Regions from separate parts of the Anas platyrhynchos genome. Here region 1 is linked to region 2. Evidence: chromatin contacts called from public Hi-C data. All regions are on one chromosome and are shown on one strand. The core of a region is the stretch at or near the end of the contact, and the rest is flanking DNA. Distances in the headings are between cores, read along the strand shown.

Region 1 (6,488 bases), core at 2,915-5,414, 83 kb before region 2:
CCCAGAGGTAGCTTTTTAAGACAGATTCAGAAACAGAGTTAAGCTACAGAGCAGATTATAGCTTTTCCTTTACTCACATCACCATAGTCAAGCTGCTCACAGGGCACTGTTAAACTTCAAAATAGCATGACATTGGCTTAAGCCACTTGCAATCTTGTTTAAATATTACATCTGTTAATTTGGTTTATAGGCCTTCTGCTTTCAGGGTGTTTAAGTTGCTTTCAAAACAGTCTGTCAACATTTTTCCTCTGCAACTAGGAGGATTTCTAGGATTTCACAAGACTCCAGCATCTCAGGTTATTAGGAAAACATATTGGTGGCACCTTAGCATACACTAGCACCCATGTGGGCTCATGCAGGGGTTTGTGAGTTCCCAGCAGTATTACAGCACCTATAGGATTGCCAGTCACACATGTGAAACAGTTCAACAGTCTTTAAAACATCAGGCTCCAAAAATCATGAGACTCTCTTAAAAATCATGATTCTTTAATAGATTTTTTATTATTATTGTTGTTTGTCTCCAGCAACTAGGACTTTAAGGAAAATGTTAATTATAGAGAGACTTGCAATAATATCACCCAAGTTGGCAACGTTATGCCTGGTAGAGCTAGGACTGCAGCCACGGATTCATTCTTGGGTTTTAACACTTTCCAGAACCTTCAGAAAATTTCACCTTTTGAATAAAAAAGTCACTTTTTTTTTTTTTAATATTTCTAGCTACTGTTGCTTATATGTCTCCACAATATTAATGCAAAACAAACAAACAAACAAAAACCTCATTTTCTCATATTTCCTTCATTTTATTGTTAAAAACAAGTAGTGTGATGCAGTTGCCCAACCCAGCTCCACATCCACCAAGCCACCTATGGTGGACACAAGCCCTCAGCCCAAGGATATCTCAGAAAAAGGATATCTCATGGAAAAATATCTCAAGGATATCTCATGGAAAGAGATGCAAGGGAAGGGCACCTTCTGCTCTAATATTCTCTGAAACAGCACTGGTACGATCAGGGCAGGTGGAGAGAACAATGTAAAACTGCAGCTGAACAGCAAGCCCTGCACATAAATACCTAGGCATGTAAGTGAGAGCTGACCCTGGCTCTTCTGTTCAAGGCCTGCCACAGGTGGGTCTCAGAGCAAGGCCTGTTATTAAGGCCTATTATGAGACACTGTTTTCAGTTACTTACATTTTGCCAGACTTCAACTGTTGGGCTGTTTCCCTTCTCAGCCAGCTACAGTGCTGACTGCCTTTGTAGTCACCGGAGAGAAATAGGAGATTCAGTGAATAATAATATTAATCAATAAATAAATAAAATCTCGTCATCCTGAGACAAGCATTGCAGGTAAGACAAGGTTTCTCGGCATTCACTCTGTAAGGTGCCTGCATGATGGGCTCTCCCATAGCTACCTGGTGCCGACAGAAGACTTAATGAACCCTCCCTAAGTTGCTCTTTAGGGCTGCACTGTCTGAAGCGTAAATCTAAGCCAGAAAGTTTGGGCCAAGGGGCAAGATTTTGTCTGTGTGCATGTGTGTGCCTATATGGCAAAGCTGTCACAAGTTTGTCCATGTTGTAAGCATTATGAAGATTTCAGTTGACACACACACATACATAAAGCAGACCCAAGGAGCTGGTTTTCTGTTCCTGCCTGTTCTTCTATATTTTGTGGTGATGCAATGTCAATGAATGAATGACATCCTATTGCATTATCAACCACAGGCATTATGCATTTGAGGGTAATAGACACCAGACTCAAGATGAACCCTCTCTAGATTTTTGCAAGACTTTTTTGCTTGCTCCACATAGTCCAGCAAAGGAGAAGTAGGTGGGGAAAATAGCTGATAGAAATGGACCAGAAGAAGAAGGCAATATGAGGTGAGATTTTAAAATAAAATTGTTGACATAGCATAGAAAAAAAAAAATGCTCTCAGCACAAAAAGCAGGTTAAGTAGGACTGGGGAGGGAGGCACAAAAAAATGAGGTGTCCAGCAGCACGGCCTGCAAATGTTCCTGGCAGATGATCATAGAATCATTAAGGCTGGAAAAGAGATCATTTGGTCCAACCACCCCCTTACCCACAATATTGCCCATTTAAACCACGTCCCTAAGCACCACGTCCAACCTTTCCTTAAACATCCCCGGGGATGGTGACTCCACCACCTCCCTGGGCAACCTGTCCCAATGCCTGACCACTCTTTCTGAGAAGAAATGTCTCCTCATTTCCAACCTGAACCTCCCCTGGCACAACTTGAGGCCATTCCCTCTAGTCCTATCACTAGTTATCTGCAAGAAGAGGTCGACCCCCAGCTCCCCACACCTTTCCTTCAGGCAATTGCAGAGAGCAATAAGGTCCCCCCTGAGCCTCCTCTTCTCCAGACCAAAGAACCCCAGCTCCCTCAGTCGCTCCTCACAGGACCTGTGCTCCAGGCCCTTCACCAGCTCCTTAGCCCTTCTCTGGACACACTTCAGGGCCTCAATGTCCTTCTGGTAGTGAGGGACCCAAAGCTGAACACAGCACTCGAGGTACGGCCTCACCAGAGCAGAGTACAGGGGGACAATCACACCCCTGGCCCTGCTGTCTGCACTGTTCCTGACACAACCAGGATGTGGTTGGTGAGCATCGACCAACACCCCCAGGTCTTTTCCTCTGCACAGCTTTCCAGCCACTCTGCCCCAGGCCTGTAACACTGCATGGGGTTCTTGTGGCCAAAGTGCAGGACCCAGCACTTGACCATGTTGAGCCTCATCCCATCGGCCTCAGCCCATGACAGTAACTAGAATGAGGGTCAGCTGAAATTATGGTTGCCAGGTGCCTGGTGGCTGTGCCTGGGCTTGACAGAGGACTGTACTCCTCAAGAAATCTTAGTCCAGCTATATCAGACCTTAAATCTCCCTCCGTGCCAGATGAAAATGTTGGTGTGTGGCACATTTTCCTCTTCATCCCATCACCTGGTGAGGGAGGAAGGAGAAATGGTAGAAGAGAAGAGAAGAGAGACAGATAATAAACTACACAGCCAATTCCAGCTGTGAAATTTGCAAGAGACAGGACCTGCCCTCTGCGGGCACTGAGAACCAGCACTCAGTTACAGTAAGACCCACAGTTTCATCACAGGTGAAAAGCCACACATTCAAAGGAAATTCATGATTTGAACCAACCACAGGGCACAGACTCTTACACTTGAGCTATCTGTCTGTAAGCACGGCTGTGCTGTAAGAAAGGAACTTGGCATATTGCTAGATGGAGTCCAAAACTATCCCAAGCCCTCCAGCTGCCTGAGCATCTCTGACCTTTCTCCAGATTTGCATGCTGGCACTGAGATCTGCCAGGTGGAGAACAAGGGAAATGATTGCCAGGACCAGAGGAAATGACTTGGGAAAATGTTTGAATACACAACTGTACTTATTTGTACTTCTCCCAACTATCAGATGCAGAAAAGAGAAGATTAACAAGAGGGACAGGAGACCCCTACTCCCAGCACACCAGCAGTGAAAGGAAATGAGACACCAGGAGACACATCCACCACCAATGAGAAGACCCAGAAGAAATGGATCTGGTCAGTTTAAGCCCTTGCTTTTAGCAAAAACATCACAGTTTCATCGAGGCCAGCTTGCTCAGGTACAAACTTCACCCTAACTTAAAAGTAATGCAGATCTCTCAAATAAACATATCTCTCAGATAGTGCTGGCTGCAGAGAGACGTGGGGATAGGTGCCAGCATCATTGACCTGCCGGTGGCCTGTTCTGATGGTTGGACAGAGATGGAAAAGGGGTGGCAAGTCTTCTCCTGGTGAGAGGTGCTGAGGGCTGGGTGCTTGGGGTCGGGCAGGTACCAGCAGACGGCTCTGCACCGCGGTCCGGCGCGGCTAGATGGCACTGTGTACACTTCCAGGAGTTAGACGTCCAAACTCATCTTCCATGCCTGAAGTCTTAATACCCTGAGCAGTTTTTAGACCCCGTCGAACCTCTCGTCCGAGAAGCAGCTTATCTGTGGGCTGTTGGAAGTTTTGTGATGGCCAGGACACAGGTGACCTTCCTGGGGAGGAAAACGCTAGTAGAATTTCCTGTTTCAGGACATCTTGGCAAAAGTTAGTATGCATTTGAAACGAGAAAATACAATTTCCACCCACCCACAAGCAACAGAGGCAGGACCTGGGGAGTCAGACTAAGACTGGGCTCATACCATTATACCTATGTTCATGTCCTTTTCATCTACACAACCCCACACGGTGTGGGAGATGGGGACCTGAATTTGGGCTGCCAAACACTGAGAAACCCATCTCATCTAGTCTAGTAGCAAAGCCAGACATACACATGCTTTGTCTGGAGGAGAGCCTACACAGATCCCACTGAAATAATGACCATGATCTTCTGCAGCCCTAGTAGGAAGTTTTCTCACCCAAACAAAGAGTAGAGATCAGAGAAAAAAAAAAAAAAAAGAAAAAAAAAAAAAAAAGGAAAGAGCATTAAAGAGCATTAGATATGACCAGAGGAGTAGATGGGCAGGCAGCAGACGGGACCATACAGCTTTGCCACTTTGGTGACTTGAGATTTGTTTTGCCAACCTGAGATAAGAAGGATTATCTGCAATCCAAAGAGCAGGCTTTGCAAAACAGTCTGTCCCCTCACTCCCCTTTTCTCCCAGCTGGTGGGCTTAAAGCAGAAGGCTGCACCACAGCAGAGCAGAGTCCTCCTGAACTCCCTTGCTCCAAAGCCACCAGCCTGGGAGTGCCAGGGCCAGCTGGGAGCCCACCACTCCCCACCAGCGGGCTGCACAGGAGTCGGGGAGTTTAACAGCTCAGGAGTTGGGCTCCCATGTCCTCCTCTTGTTGCCAGCTGGTCAGGCGGGCTGCCAAGGGTACGCTGGCAGGAAACCGGGCAGGTTTCCATTGGGATTTCATCCACAGCAGCAGCACTCCAGGGAATATTGCTATCCTGATGAGTCAGCAGTCTCTGGTGGGAGATGGGCTGCCTGCTGGAGGGGTTAATGCCCAGGGCTCAAGAAAGGTGAGAGTCCCCAGCCAGGCAGGTGCTGGCTAATCCATCCCCCACCCGGAGGCCTCCCTGTAATCTGTTACAGTCGGCGTTTGCCCTGAGGCCACGGATCTGATATCTCATCCGAGCATGGTGTCAGTATTAACTATTATAACTCTGGATATTCTTGTTAGCCATGCAAATGTACAGCCTGGGGTGGAATCTTGCTAACTTTTTGTTCTCAGCCACATCCTGTGGCAAATTGTTCGGCTGCTGAACCCTGTACAGAGACACTCCTGTTTGCCAGCCCCTGGGCACCACCTGTTCATCCCTGCATGCCAGCGTTATCTACAGAGCAGACCATCCCTGGTGCCCTCCCTTGCACCACTCCGTATTTGATACCATGAAATTTTGGCCATATTGCAAAAGTCAGTGTTTTTCAGTGGGCTGGAGACAGGGATAGGGAAAGCAGAGTGGAGGTGTTGGGTCCCTCCCCAGTCCACCCCAGAAAGGTGGCTGGGCTGTTTGCCATGCATCTGCTCATGACAGAGTCCGTCCCTGTCCACAGGAAATGCATGCGTGGAGAAGTCCCATCCCACATGAACAAGCACTGCACACCAAGCCCCTTGTGGGCAGTCCAGCACTGGGGTCAAATACACCCACCCTGCAGAACAGCAAAAGGTAAATGGTTTCTAAAATGTGCCAGAGTTGGGGTAAAAGGTGGCTTTCTGCTCCAGCTATGTGTGAGGCTCCTATTTATCACATGGGAAGCAGGTGTAGAGCTCAAATGGAGACCAAATGGCAGCAGGACAGATAAATGTTAACAGCACAAAAATCAGCAAGTGCTGCACTGAGCTCTGTAGTGTCATTAATAAAACAAACATACAAAAAAATCTCTCTTTCAACACATAGCCAAAAATGTGGAGTGTCATGTTATCAGGGATCTTTTGCCCGCTGAATACTCGCCGCTCTGTTTGGGTTCATGCTAAAATACTCCAACATGTTTTCATTTTTTTTTTATTATTTTATTTTTTACAAATGCTCAAACTTTCCTGTCACAAATTATTCTTGGCTTGGTTACAAGTAGGAAAAAAAAAAATAGAAAGAAAAATGGTTTATGAGATATTTTGGTTGTATGGTTTTTTTCTACCCTAACATGCGGTGAAAGTTCAGGAATTCTCACCTTTTTCCACCCAAAAACCCCTTCCACCCAAAAACCCCTTCCACCCAAAAGCTCAATCTCCAGTACCTTTGACATGATCTCACTTTCACAGTCTGTGCACTTGGAAAGCACATTACCACAAAGAAAGCTTGGTCCTATCTCCCTCTGTGGCCTCCTCTTTCATCCCCTCCCCCCCCTCCAAAACAAAACAAAACAAAACAAAAGCCTAGGACTATTGTAAGGACAGGCTGGCATTAGCAACCCCAGTCATGAAAAAACATAACTCAAGGCTCTGCAAAATTATGACTTTGGCATAAAAATCTGAATTAAATCAGCAATAAACAAATAAGTCTTAC
Region 2 (6,829 bases), core at 1,901-4,400:
ATAGCACTGGTCAGAACCAGGAACTGAGCCACAGTGCTACCTGCCTGCACTTATGCTTCAGGGTAGCTGTACATACATCATTTAAATCCTTTGCACAGTCCTTTGCAAGCTCTGCACTTTCACACTGGTCACAGATTAGGTCTCAGAGTTGGAAACCCTCATCCTGCTACCACAGATGGGAATTTTTCCTTGCCAGAGATATGGCAACGGTAATTCTCTGCAGTCTTTGAATCCAGAAGCACCTGGACAGGCCTATGAAATACCTCTTAGGTGCATGCTATTCATCTTCCCATCCACTGAAATATGTACACATCAAAAGAAGCATTCTTATCTAATGAGGTTTTGATGTTCATTAAAGCAAGACATTAACTGTAACAAACAGCAACGCCCTGCAGCACTGGGGAACGACAGCAGGTGCTGAGCCCCAAGACACACTGGGGGTGACAAGGGTTGGTCACCCCATGGATGCTGTCCTGTGTGGGTGGCAAAGGAGTGGCTTCACTGTGTCCACTCTAAACCAGTTCACAAGACCAGGAAACCTTGTTCCTCTTTAAACACTTTTCTTTACCTTCCCCTTTCTCAACTCCAAACAAGCTGTGCTTCGAAGTCTTCACAACAGCAACCTGGCATCTTCTGAACACAAGGCCAAAAGTATCTCGTTTGCAGGTAATCACTGAGCAGCGTTTCATGGCATCTCTGAAAGGGCCAAGGGATTCCCCTTGCTCTTGGTGAGTGGCCATTTCCAAAGTCTATCCGTTCACACTCATCGCCTCCTTCACCATGGAGGATGTAAAATAAACACCCCTCCTGCCCCGCCACTCTGTTATCAGCTCTGCAGACAACTCACCCGGCACTTCCCTTCAGGGTGACTAACTTCAGATGTGCTGCATCTGCCCCCCCTCAGGGCTCCCATCCATCCCCCTGCAAACACCCAAACCCCGACGCATCCCATGGAGATGATCTAATGCCATGACTGCTGCAAACAACCTCATGGTCATGCACAAATCCACATCTGCCACGTGTGGACAATTCCTTCCTGTGGGGTAAGCTGGGGTGTTCCCTCTGCTCTACCTGCTCCCCTGGGGACAGGTGGCTTGAACCCGCCGCAGCAGCAGGAGGACATCCCGCAGCTCCTGGGCCAAGGGAAGGCACCAAGGCAGACATGTCACAGGCAGAAGGTGGAAAGTAAAGGAGGAGAGAGCAGATCTGGGGAAGAAGCAGAGAACACAAATCTCCAAGGGTGCAAGGGCCAAGTGGCTGCAACCTCTGCTGCTACTAACAGAGAAAAGAACCAGGTGAAGACCACACGATCTGCTACATCTCCCTGGCTCACCTAACCAACCCTTAACTCAGAGCCAGGTGCTGGGAGGGGACTTCATGGGGCAGAAGAGCATCTTGCATGACCCCTCAGCACATGGGGCTCTAATGAAGGCGAGGGAGCCCAGACCTTGCGAAATCAAACCATCGTATCTCACAGTCTTCCAGCCCAGGCCAGGTACCTGCTGTGCCATCCTGACATCAGGGCTGCTCTGGGAAGAGCCACAGCATTCTCTGAGCCTGCCAGCAGCACTGCCAGCATTAGCACCTCAGCCAGGGATGCTCCTTGGGCCGCAGGTATGCATGGTGCCCCTGAGACCCCTGCAGAGGTCCAGGGCCATGCTCACTCATCTGAATTCTGTTGGACTCTTTGGTGTTGGCTTTTGTGGGGCAATAAGGCACCTGAGGTCCAAACACTTGTGAGTGCACACTATTTGTGTGCACTTACATGGCTCTGGCAGCCCAGCCAGGCACCTCTAACCTCTCTTACCCATTAGCTTTTCAGCCAGGTCTTGCCTTCCTGATGACTTCACTCAACACTCAGAGGCATTAGAAGCAAGAGGAAAGCCACGGTTTTGTCTTGCACAATGAGCCAGATTAATCAGCTCCAGTTGCACTGAATTACCTAGTCGGGGCTCACAGCGACAGCCTCCAATTCACCTGCCCACCAGCCAGTGTCCCGCTTTCAACCAAGATCATCAGCAAGAACACGAAGCTAGATGAATGACTAGGTGAGGGTGGGCTGCAGCCTGTCAGGAGCTAGAAAATACGTCAAAGCGCTTTGAAATTAAATCCTCACTTTGACAGGGAACTAATGCACAGATTTTAAAGTAGGTGTAATATACTTAGGCATGTGTGCAGCACAGTGCAAGTTGCCATGCTTTGAATAAGTATGCTCCAGCTATGCTGTGAGCAGGAAAATTGGGCTGAAAAGACAAAGGGAATTTTGAATAGCTCCAAACCAGCTTGGCAAGATTTTAGAGATGGTAGCAAGAGGTTTTAGTAATGGACCTAACTAATAGCATTGACAGGAGGAGATTTGGTGCACAGTTGTTTGCTGCTTGGGATCTTGGGTTTCACTCCAAGCAGCCGTCTCATGACATCTCGTGTTGCTCCTGGCTTTAAATTGAGTCATTTGTGCCCATGCGGTCTGTGGGGGATAGATGGAGACATGGCAGATGGGGAAAGAGATGGGGATTCCCACTGCATCTCCTGGCCTCCAGGGCCAGCAAACCAGGCTGCTGGGATTCCCAGCAGTTGACCTTTCTAGACAACTTCAGGTGTGGATTTAATCCTTAATGCTTGTTTGAGCATCCTCCTCCACATGCTCAAAGCCCAGCACTAGGCACTGCAGGGACAGACCTGTGGTGACACAAAGAGGGTGTGTGGCCCTGTCCCGATGCCAGCTCCAGCTGCTATTCCTATTGAGGGTAATCCCCCAGGACCTCCCTCTTTTCAGTTTGCAGATGACGAAGTCAAGAGCTGCCTATTTGTGGCGAACCCTCAGAAACCTCTCCTTGGGAGACTCCTTCCAACACAAGTGGAGGCAGTTCATGGGATGCCCAGGTTACTCCCAGCGCTACGGAAAACCGAGGCACCACCGTGCTCCATCCCGAGCCCCACGGCCCGCTGCCGGCGGTGGAGCGGCACCGGGGGGGGGGGGGGGTGGGAATCGCTGGCGGGCAGCGCAGCGCGGCGAGGGGACGCCACCGGTGCCGCCCCGGGGGTGTCCCCAGCGGCGGGACCCGCCCCGGGAGCCGCAGTCTGGGGCCGCCCCCGGGGCTGCCCCCGCCTCCGGCCCGCCCCCGGCCCGCCGCTCCATCCCGGGATGGGCCGGCCGAGCTGACAGTCGGGCTCGGCGGCCGCCGCGGGCGCATCTACCGGGCAGCGCCCGCCGCCAGCCGCCGCCGCTCCTGCCCGGCGCCCACCTGCGGCGGCGGCTGCCTGGGGGCCGTGGGCCGGGCGGGGGGGGCGGGCGCCACCGCCGTCGCCGCCACCGCCACCGCCGTCGCCACCGTCGTCGCGCTCCGCTCCGCTCCGCTCCTTCCTTCCCTGCCTGCCTGCCTGCCCTCCAGGATGAGCCCGGAGTATTTCCTGCGCTCCTTGCTGCTCATCATCCTCGCAACCTTCTCGGCCAACGCCAGCAACTGGCTGTGAGTAGCCGCGGGCGAGGGGAAGCCGCCGCCGCCACTTGTTGCTTCCCCCCGGGGGCGGCCGAGCAGGTGCCGCGGGGCCCGGCAGCATCCCCCCCGCGGGGGTCGCGCCCCGTCGCTGCCCAGCTTCGGAGCGGGGCGGCGGCGGAGTTCGGGCTCCCGGCCCCGGGTCAGCCCGCGGGGGGCTCCGGGCTGTCGCCCCCTCCGAGCCGGCGGGGCCGGGGCTGGCGGCCCGGCGGCCCCGGCAGGTGGGCTGCAGGGATGCAGACCCTGCCCGGCTGCTCGGCTCCCGCGCCTCGTCGAGGCCGCTCACCGGCTCGCTTGAGGGGCACGAAAGACCCCTCTTTCGCCTTTTGTTCTTCAGTTACTCGCTTGGGCTGCGCTGGGGAGCCGAGGTCGGGCCCCCGGGTCAGAGCAGGGCCTGGGGCTTGGCGAGGCGCCCCGTGAGGGCCATCGGTCCAGGGAAGGACTTGGCAGGGCCAGGGCGGCTGCTGCGGCCGAGCTGGGCTCGCTCGTGCGCTGGCCCCGGGGACCCGTTGCAGGTCAGGCTGCGCGTGTCTTGGCTCCCGCTGCCCCCCGAGCACAGTCAAGGGGCCGTGGGGGGCTGCTGCGTGCTGCAGAGGAGCCCGGTGACATTGGTTACCCGCTGAGCAAACACTGAAATAATGTCTAAGGTAAACAGGGGTGGAAATCGTTCTGGAAAATTCCTGCACATTTGCCAAGGCTGAGGGGCTGTCTTCTGGGGAGACCCCCAGGGCAGAGGGGACGGAGTGTGACAGCGCGTTCCCTCAAAGCTCTGAGGGACGGCTTCCTCCTAATAAATCTTGTCTTTTGGGAGACACTATTTGCCCCGTTCCCAGCGTCACCGGCTGCTGTGCTCGCAGGCTGAACTCAGATCCCAGTGCTTGCACCAAGCGGACCTGCTGTCGGGCTGGGCGTGTGGGCCGCATCCAGCTCGCTTCCCCAGGCCTCCATCAGCAAGGGCAGGCACACCACAGACCCCCAGGGAGTCCCCAGGGCTGGAGGCTGGGGCTGCCAACACAAAAGCTCCCTGGAGGCTTGCAACTCTCCCGACAATCACACCCAGGCAGGCATGGACCCAGAAGCATGTCCCCTGTGGAGTGCTCTCTGTGATTCCCATCTCTCCTGCCTTTAGGTTTGGCTTGCTGCAGACTGCAGGAGGTGGATTGGTTTTGGAGGATGCTCCCTACGGCTGGGGAAAGCTGGCACCAGGTCAGCAGTATTCTCCCAGTGTCCTGCTGATGGGAAAAGGTGCTCACCCTCGGGCAGCTGGCTGGGATGTGTTAGCGCTCAGCCTTCCTCCCCCCTGTTTTGCCAGATGGAGCGACTTGTGCTCCGATAGACTCTAGCAAAGAGGTGGGTGGATCGCAGCAGCTATCAAGGTAGTCTTTAAGCTGTCACGCCTCTGGTGAAGGTACATCGGAAAGAGTGGGAGCGCTTTTCCCGCAGGGAGAAAGTCCGGAGGAAGCCCTGCAGGATGACGGCAGGTCCCGGGGAGGAGCAGCCCCTGCTCGCCCAGGATGGGCATGGGGAAGCACCTGGTGAAGGAGGGGTTCGGTGTTAAACCACAGCAGCAGGGTCAGCTCCACATGGGTGTGTGGAGGGGGAGTCCTGGCACACGGCTGCAGGGCTGGGGCTGGTGGGGAGAAGTGGGAAGATGAGGCAGGCAGAGGGGTGGCTCACTGCGACAAGCGGTAGCACTGTGTGCAGCCAGCCATGCTTGCAGCACGACGAGAGCACAGCACGAGGGGTGGGCGTGGGGGGTTCATCCATGGGAGAACGGAGGGCTCATTCCTGCCAACAGGGGAGGAAAAGCAGATACAGCTCAGTGCGTTCAAAAGAAAGGTTCAACTTTTTGATGTTACAAATGTATTGTGATAAAAGGATCATCCCCCGCTCAGTGCTTTTTATTCTTTGCCTTTAGGATTAAGACAATTCCCATTGTTTATCTTCTCACATCAGAAACAAAGGCTGCCGGAGGCAATAAACAGAGTTAGAAGGATCCCAGGAGTTATCAGATATTCAAGGAATGAGTATGCCTCGTATGTCTTTGCAAAGCTGCATGTGTCATGCGTGTGGGCTCCAGCGTGCTCTGCTTTATCGCAGTGCTGCCTGGGTGCTGCCCACCCGCGCCCAGCATCTGGAGGCTGGATCCAGCTGGCGCACGGTGCTGGGTGCGCGCCTGGCCAGGTGCATACTTCTGCACGTACGTGTGTGCACTGGGTGGCAGCGCACAGTGAAGTTTGCTTTTCCAGAAACCTGCTGGATTAGTGATTAAGCTCAGTGTGCCTTTCACAAGACGAGGCTTTTTCTAAAGCGTCTTTTGACCTGTCGGGACTCGCATTCCCTGAGCACTTCGGAAACGCCACTTGCAACACTTGAGCTGAAGGTTTTCGGCAAGCCCAGCTCAGTGAGGTAGGGCTCATCAGGACCCTGCACACGGTGCCTTCTGAGCCCCATCCCACCTCGAAGAGGATGGTGTCAGCATCTCTGCCAGGCATCGCTCTGCTGCTGCACATTTCGAGCTGGAAGGGACTTTGCCAGATCTTTTCATTAAATGGACCGAGATACTTTCTATCTGGCTAGGAAGTAAACCTCAGGTGTGTTTTCTCAGTGTCTGAGCTCAGGGAGTTGCTGTTGGGCTCACTGCCTATCCAAAAAAGCTCTGACATAAAAATTTGAAGAGATGCTCTGTTCCCCCTTCCAATGAAAGCTTCAGACTTGCTTTTCCTTCTGCCTTTTGGGGCTCGGAGTGCTTTAAGCCTTTTCCTTAAAGCAGGCACAGAATTGTAAAGTGAAGTAAAGGGCTGTAGCTGATTGTGCTTGTGCATAAAGGGCAGGTCCCTCTCCCTTCTGTGTTTCCTCTGGAGGACTCCAGGGACTTGCTTTACCCATGGGACGAGCTGCAATTCGAAGCAACTTGCATGTCACGGCCTCAGTTCAGCTCTTGAACCTATGCATGCAGGAACGTGACTGAATTTGGAAGCATGTTCGGACAGAGGTGCAGCAACATCCTGGTGCTGGGGGTGTTCTCAGAGGGTTCAGCCAAACGCCCAGCACTGCACAGGCTGAGCACCTCTTGGAAGTGGCCCAGGGAGAGCTGGGCCCTTGTCTTGGCAGGAGGTAAGGGGTGATTTATTTAACTCTTTGGGGGCTGGTGGGGAGCAGAAACCCACCTGAAGAGGTGAACTAGAACATATGCGAAGTGGGGGTAAATGCGGGTTTCTCCTAACTGTGTATGGCACTGGGGTTGCTGTTACCTGTAGCTATTTGGGTTGTTGGAGCAGTTGTAGCCCTGAGAATCAATTCCCCTGCCTGAAAAGCTTCAAGAGGCAACA

The links. Hi-C and Micro-C count contacts between places; a contact is called where the count stands out from the background.
Region 1: a Hi-C map of small yellow follicle shows a contact between it and region 2, with 2.9 times the contacts expected there. The contact joins the enhancer-like site here to the promoter of WNT4 in region 2. A contact is called at or near these places in 4 of 8 Hi-C or Micro-C datasets (F1 follicle, F5 follicle, small yellow follicle and 1 more).

What each region holds. Positions count from the first base shown.
Region 1 is chr22:8,282,102-8,288,589 of IASCAAS_PekinDuck_T2T, reverse strand. No RefSeq gene overlaps it. Among named protein-coding and RNA genes, the nearest start is that of WNT4, 84 kb to the right of the region's middle. Within about 2 kb of position 4,164, at least 2 of the 8 cell types and tissues checked have an H3K27ac peak or open chromatin away from gene starts, as enhancers often do. A contact at or near this core is called in small yellow follicle, where this site is marked.
Region 2 is chr22:8,198,091-8,204,919 of IASCAAS_PekinDuck_T2T, reverse strand. WNT4 (Wnt family member 4) reads left to right here and starts at 3,150. Exons shown (of 5, transcript XM_027443167.3): 1 at 3,150-3,470. The coding sequence starts at 3,394.